Regions from separate parts of the Mus musculus genome. Here region 2 is linked to region 1. Evidence: chromatin contacts called from public HiCAR-type data. All regions are on one chromosome and are shown on one strand. Each heading gives the region's core, a stretch centred on a gene start, on an enhancer-like site or on the middle of the called end of the contact. The rest is flanking DNA. Distances are from core to core; before and after follow the strand shown. Region 1 holds the start of Zc2hc1a (zinc finger, C2HC-type containing 1A). Region 2 holds the start of Zfp704 (zinc finger protein 704).

The links. HiCAR-type assays count read pairs that join an accessible place to other places.
Region 2: a HiCAR-type map of astrocytes shows a contact between it and region 1, with 4 times the contacts expected there. The contact joins the promoter of Zfp704 here to the promoter of Zc2hc1a in region 1. A contact is called at or near these places in 2 of 39 promoter capture datasets (the 3T3-L1 cell line and pre-B cells) and 1 of 115 datasets of contacts at active chromatin or transcription factors (astrocytes).

Annotation. Positions count from the first base shown.
Region 1 is chr3:7,501,634-7,504,858 of GRCm38.p6, forward strand. It overlaps Zc2hc1a (zinc finger, C2HC-type containing 1A), which reads left to right and starts at 1,793. Exons shown (of 9, transcript NM_173181.3): 1 at 1,793-1,894. The coding sequence starts at 1,879. It also overlaps the pseudogene Gm23592.
Region 2 is chr3:9,608,357-9,611,581 of GRCm38.p6, forward strand. Zfp704 (zinc finger protein 704) reads right to left here and starts at 1,729. Exons shown (of 9, transcript NM_133218.2): 1 at 914-1,729. The coding sequence starts at 1,363.

The sequences.
Region 1 (3,225 bases), core at 543-3,042:
ATGTCTGGGGTTGTCTCAGGAGTACAATGCCCTGTTCATGCGTTATGGTGCTAGTCAGGGGTCCTGTCAGGCATGGCCTATCCCCTTAGGCCTGCATAGCCCTCCACTGGCAATCATCTCAGGATACCTCTCTGCCCAGACCCCATGGCACCATTCTGATGGTCATCTCAGCCCTGGACACTGTATGCTTCCCCATCCCCCCACCCCTGCCCCCGACAGGCCCCTCATGCCAGACTGGTAGCTTTTCTGACAGGCCTTTTTCCAGAAATGTGAGGTAAATTATTCATGGGTCAGAACACTGAACTAGACATAGCTTCTCTCCTCTCTGCCATCTACTGGCAGACATGTGATATAGCAGCCACACCTGTAAGGCTTCTAGATGGCAGGGCCTCTTAAGGTACTTTTGTTATTGTTGCTATTTTTATTATTGTTATTGATGTTACTGTAGATTTTATGGCTAATAAGGCTTGTGTCCATCATCCTAATATTTGTCTAAACTTGCAATATGCAAAGTAAATGTCTTCTTTATTTTGATAATTCTTTTTGTGTTCTTTTTATTTTTTTGGGCATTCTTATGAAAGCTGTCCTCAACCTCATCTGATTTTGTCTTAGAAGCATGGCCAGGGGACTGGTGGTGGCGGGGCTCTCTACACCAATATAGGGTAACTAGGTTGGTTGCCTGCATGGAGGTCCCAGAAACTCAGAAGTCAGGGAAGCCCAGAGCAGAACAAGGAAAGGACTCATGAGATAATTGCAGAATGGAAGTTTCTTATACTATTCTGTACCAGACTCGGACTCTACGGTCTTCACACCCACTGTGAGCGTCTTCTCACAGATAAGACCTCTTGGCGTTTGCTTGTTTAAACAAAATCAGAGAGTTACTGACATATTTAAGTGTATACAGAATTAAGACAACTTTTGAATTAAACTGCTCAACAAGAAAACAGTGTAAGACTTGTTACGAACAAAATATATTGATAACTTAGTAATGGACACCCCAGAATCAGTAAACAATATGATTGGTTTATTCTTGCTAAGTAAAATTTTCGAAGAGTTTTAGTAAGGGTAAAATGTGTTAGACTGTGAAGCAAAACCGTTTGAGTGGTTGGATTCCATTTTGACTCTGACAGAAAGACACCTTTGTGCCTTGATAGGTTAGCTTCCCAGTTTAAAGCGCTCAGTACAGTACAGCCTTGATGAGATGCAGAACTGCAGTTGAGGGCAAGCATAGTGCTGGCCAGGGAAAGATTGTGCAACGGGGAAGTTTCATTTCTAATTTCGGGCCTAACTTTTTATAGTTAGAAAACTGTTTCAGAAGTTTGGCGCAATCTCAGTTCCACAGTCCCATACAGAAAATATGACTTACCTAGGAAACAATGTCTTAGCCCATAGAGCTGTGTCTGAAGAACAAGGCTAGAGGATGTTGCTTGATTTAAAAGGGCAGTGAACACGGGATGGTGCTGGACCAAGGCCCCCTTATCTTGTTACAAGAGCTCAGAGGGACCTGTTAAAAAGACATTCTCTTACTGACTGGAGATGAGGAGCTCCGAGATGCGGAGGCATTCTAAGCTGGAAAACAAGGTGTGAGCCTAAATGTGGCTGAAGTGGAACAAAGGCGTGTAAGGATCTCGGATTGCCAACAAAAGTAGCTGCGGTTTCCAGGGAGGGTGGTTGGAAAAACCTTGGTGGAAGGAGAGTCCCTCGGGAGGTGGCAGAAGGCGCAGCCCCGCCCTTAGTAGCTCCGCCCCTGTCACCCCGCCCCCACCCGCGCGGACCAATAGGAGGCCGGGATGTTAGAGTGTGGGAGGTGCGGCCGTGTTGCTACAGCAGGAACTGGGCGGCGGCGGGTGCTGCCTGCGGAGCCTGAGGCGGCGCGTCATGGACGGACTGGAAGGTGAGACGCGAGGGGGATGCGACCGCGGGGCTCCAGCGGGCCCGAGCGACCGGGGCCTGGAGTCTGGGGGCAAGTGCGGCCGGCCGGCCGGCTCTGCAGCGAGGTCCCCGCGCTCGCCGACACCCGGGGCGGAGCTGGCGGCCCCTTACGGGAGCGGTGGCCGCGGGCTGCCCGCCGGGCACGGTGCTCGACTTCACCGCGGGGTTGGAGCCCCCGCGTCCTCACTTCTGCAAGGCCTAACTACCATGTCGGGTCCTTTCTGGACCCCTGAGTTTCCTGTGGGCACTAGGTGTCTCTGGTCGAGTCTTATCTTTGCAAAGTGTATTCTTGGTTAAGGTTCGCGACGCCCGGGTCGCCAGCTCTTGCTGACCCCTCAGGACCTGCCCTGCCTCCAGCGAGCTCTGGACACACACCTTGGACAGTCGTAGGTCCATTCCTTCCATTTCTACCGCACCTTGCTCGGAGAGATGCCGGAGCATCTCCCAAGGAAGTGTCCCTGGCGAGCTCTACAGCAGGGACAATAGCTTCAACATTAATGGTTTATTCACGAGGACGGTCTAGGGAAAAGCCAGCTTTGCTTCCTTATCTTCACTTTATCCTGGTGCCTTAGCCATGGCTTCAGATTTTGTTTTGTTCCCAGTTCTTTCCCTTTCTTCATCCATTTTAATCCCGCGCTAGGACAACATTTCACTTAAAAAACAAAGGAAGGAAGAAAAAAAAAATCTTAACAGTGGTGACAACAGTTTCAGGATTTAAAAAGACTAGGGATCTTTCTGATATACAAGCTTTCAGAAAATTTGGATCCTGCTGCCTTAAAATAGTTTTTTTTTCTCTCTTAAAATTGTTTCACCACTTACTGTACTTGGAATGAATAGGGGACTTGATCCCTTCATTTTCTTGTATTATAGATAGTCAAATATTTCAGGACATGTTACGAAGTTAACAGTGGTAACTGATAACTCTTCCCCAGTGATTTAAGTGTACCAGAAAGAAAATATAATAATATGATTATGAATTTTATTTCACAATGATATTTTGCAGTTAAGCTTTCTCCAAACATCTTGAAGGTGATAAAGAATTCTAATAGATCATTTATGCTGCAGATTAGCTGTGAAGGTCTTGCTTGGTGTACCACTCAAATTAACATGAAATGAGAAATTGTAATGACAGCATACCTTTCAAAAATCTCCTATTTTTGGATACCCCTACAGGCAACTCATTTTAGTGATTTACAACTATACTAGTATAGGGACTGTATAGAGAATAGAGTTGAAACATAGGTGTGAAGACTTTACAACGCTATCATACTGCATGAAGAGTGTTTAAGAATA
Region 2 (3,225 bases), core at 479-2,978, 2.1 Mb after region 1:
AAACAGAAAACAGAAAAAAAAAAAAAAAAAAAAAACACTGGCGAAAAAGCAAACACTCTCCATTGCTTGCCACTCGCTGCCCTCAAAACTTCTTAGCAACATACACGGTGCATGAACCTCAACGCAGTTTGTTTTGTCCAATAGCGTGCTTAGAAGCTCAGCCAGACAGTTGTGTAATAATAAACCCTTTATCTTCTGAAGATACAAAAAAACGGAAAGATCGCTCGTTGCGGTAGCGCGGATGAGGACCTGGTGAAATTTTTCAGCTGAAAGTCACATTCATTTTAAATGCTACCCCTCTCTCTCCCCACAACACAAACACCTTCCCCGCCTTCCTCTTTTGTAATCTTAAGGGGGCGGAGGGTAAGTGCTTAGGATGTCCAGTTTAAGGAGGGCGAGGAGAAACACGGGGATGGGGGAGGGGCAAAAAGCTCGCGGAAACCAAGGTCTAGGTTGTTGCTGCACAGGCTCCCAACTCCTTCACAAGTGCCTGTGATGGAACCGACCAACAACTGTTCTCAGGTGAAAGGAGGTGTTGCAGGTTGCTGGCTAGTTTCCAGAAGCTTGAACAAGAGAAGGAAGACTCCTGCCTCCCCAGAGCAGAATAAAATATCAATGCCAGGCCGATCGGGGCTCCGACCTCGTCCAGCTCCCAAGTTCCCCACCCTGCCCAGAGAAGCGCTCCTTCCTTGCCTACCGGCACGCGGGACCACGCATCCGCCCGGCCTCTGAGCACCGACAGGCCGCCGGGCGCCGCTGAGCCGCTGAGCCGCTGAGCCGCAGTTCCGCGCGCTGCCCACCGCCGCCTGACACACCCCTCCCGGCCCGCGCCGCTGCGCTCGGCCTCCCCGGCGCCCCGGCGCCCCGCCGAGCCCGCTGCGCCCCCCACCGATCCCCGGCACCTCGCACGCACCTTCACCGCGCCTCGGGCGGGGCCCTTGGGAAGCGCACGGCCGGGTCCGAGGGGCACGAAGCGCTCCTCAGCGTCCTCGTCGTCCTCGTCGCCGTCCACCACCTCGACAACCACCTCTTCGTCCTCTTCCTCGTCGTCGTCCTCCTCCTCCGCGACCCCTCGGGGCTTCTCCGTTACCCGCCCGCGCGTCCTGCGCCTTCGGCCCGCGCCCTCCTCGTCCTCGTCCTCCTCGCCCAGCAGCAGCAGGACCGGCGACGAGGCGGCGGCAGCGCGCGAGGGGCCGGTCCCGCGCGGCGGCGGCAGCGGCGGCCTCCAGCTTCCCGGTGCGGCGGCCGGGCTGGGGCCGGGGGGCGGGAGCCCCAGAGCGGCGGCCTCGGGGGCGGGAGCGGGCGCAGCGCCCCCGCGGCGGCTGCCCAGGCTGGGGCGCTTGGCCAGGCGCCTGGCCTGCATGCCTGCGCCGGGCTTGCGGGCCGGAGCGCCGGGCTCCTCGCGGGCTGCGGCTGGGCCCGGAGACGCGCGGCTGCGGGGCTTGCGGGGCCGCCTCCCGGGCTGGCCGCCGCTGCTGGCTGGCAGACGCGCGGACGCCGCCTTCGCTGGCCGGGCCCGCGGGGACGCCGGCGGCTACGGCGGGGCGGCGCGCCGGCCGCGGGCGGGGGTGGGTGTGAGCGAGCGCGCTGCTCCCGCTGCCGCTACCTCCGCCTGCGCCTCCCGGGAGCCGCGGGCTGCGCTGCGCTCCATGCGGCCGGCGGCCGGGCCGGCGCGCGCCTCTCCGGGCCCTGCGCCCGCGCGCTCAGGGCCTACCGCGGTGTCCTGGGCGCGAGCTGTTTGTGTCGTGTCTTCACCGCCTCCCCCTCTTCCCCAGTCCTCGCTGCCTTCCTGGTCTCCGTTCAGACAAAACCCGGACTGGATTTTTTTCCCCAGACCCGCGCTCTCTGAAAATCTGCCGGCTTCCCAGCAGTTGGCTGGGACACTGAGGCCACCCTTGCCCCTGGGCCCATGTCTCCCTCTGGTGGGAAAAGCGTAGGTTTAGACGGCAGGAAGGTGTTTGCTTAAGAGATTTGCTCAAGAGTGGTTCTCAGATGGCGACCACTGGTGCTCAAGTGGAGTTCGACCAGGTGTGCCAACCCCAGGTTTGGGGTCAGTTCCCAGCCTGAGTCCTCAGTCATGGAGATTCCTGCAACATTTCCCTGGCCCTCTCTACCAGGTTCCTTTGAGCACCAGGTTGTAGGCCTTGCCTCATGTTCTCAGCTCTGTGCAGGTTTGGCCCTCCTATGTGTTTCTTCCAGTTTCCACCTGAGGTCCTTACCTGGTGATATGATATGGGCCGAATTCCAAAAGTGTTCTTTCTGCTCTTGGTTTGGTCTACTGGCACTGTCCCAGTCTAGAGAAAGCAACACACCAAGTGGTCAAGATTGTTATTTCAGCTTTTTATATATGTAAGCTAGCAGAAGGCCAGTTTGCCATGTTATGAATGACTGCTGCTTTCGGAGGGAGTAAACCAGACATTCTGCATCCAGATCATGCCCCTAAATTCTATAGGTTTTGGCTAGGGCTAGGAGGGCCTTATTCATCAACAATTGAGTAAAAGGGTGTCCACATGGCCCATTGTTCTTGGAGATTGAACATCACGTGGCTTGCTAGACATGTGATGGGGCTCATTAAATGTTTATTTGGGGTACCTTCCAACCGCTAAAGAGGGATGAGGACAAGGATTCTAAAATGAACTTTGTCCTCCCAGAAACTGATCACCCGTCCAGAAAATGCCTGTTTTAAGTAATCACATCCAAAAATAGTGGTGTGTTTTAAAGCCACCTTGTTCTCACTTCCTGTGAGGCACTGGCCCACAGGTCCTGTCCGTCCTTTCTGAAATGCCTTTCCGTCAGCCCTTCCTTTCGAGTCCCAAAGCTCTGCTAACACCTCCCCACAGTGAAATTGGAAGTGCGTACAGTCTGAAGAGGAGGTGTGCACACATGCAGGTGTGCACACATGCACTCCCTGCCCCACTTCAGATACCACCCCAGAATTTATCTCCCTCAAAGTGCATTCAAAACACACCGTTTCTAGTGAACTTTTCATCTGTAAATATCCTGTTCAGGAAATTAGAATGAGCAAACCTTGTTAACTGGAGCATTGTAATTTATGGGTGTGTCTTGGATGTAGCTAGACCCTCCCAGAAGCAAGTGAATTGTTTCCGTGAGCCTAGAAAGAGTAGCCCCAGGCAAGGAGCGAAGCTGCTCTCCTCCAGATTGAAGATAGTGGCTTGGTTGATCTCATGAGATGATTTGGAGAGAGGCAGCTAAGTATATGGGTCT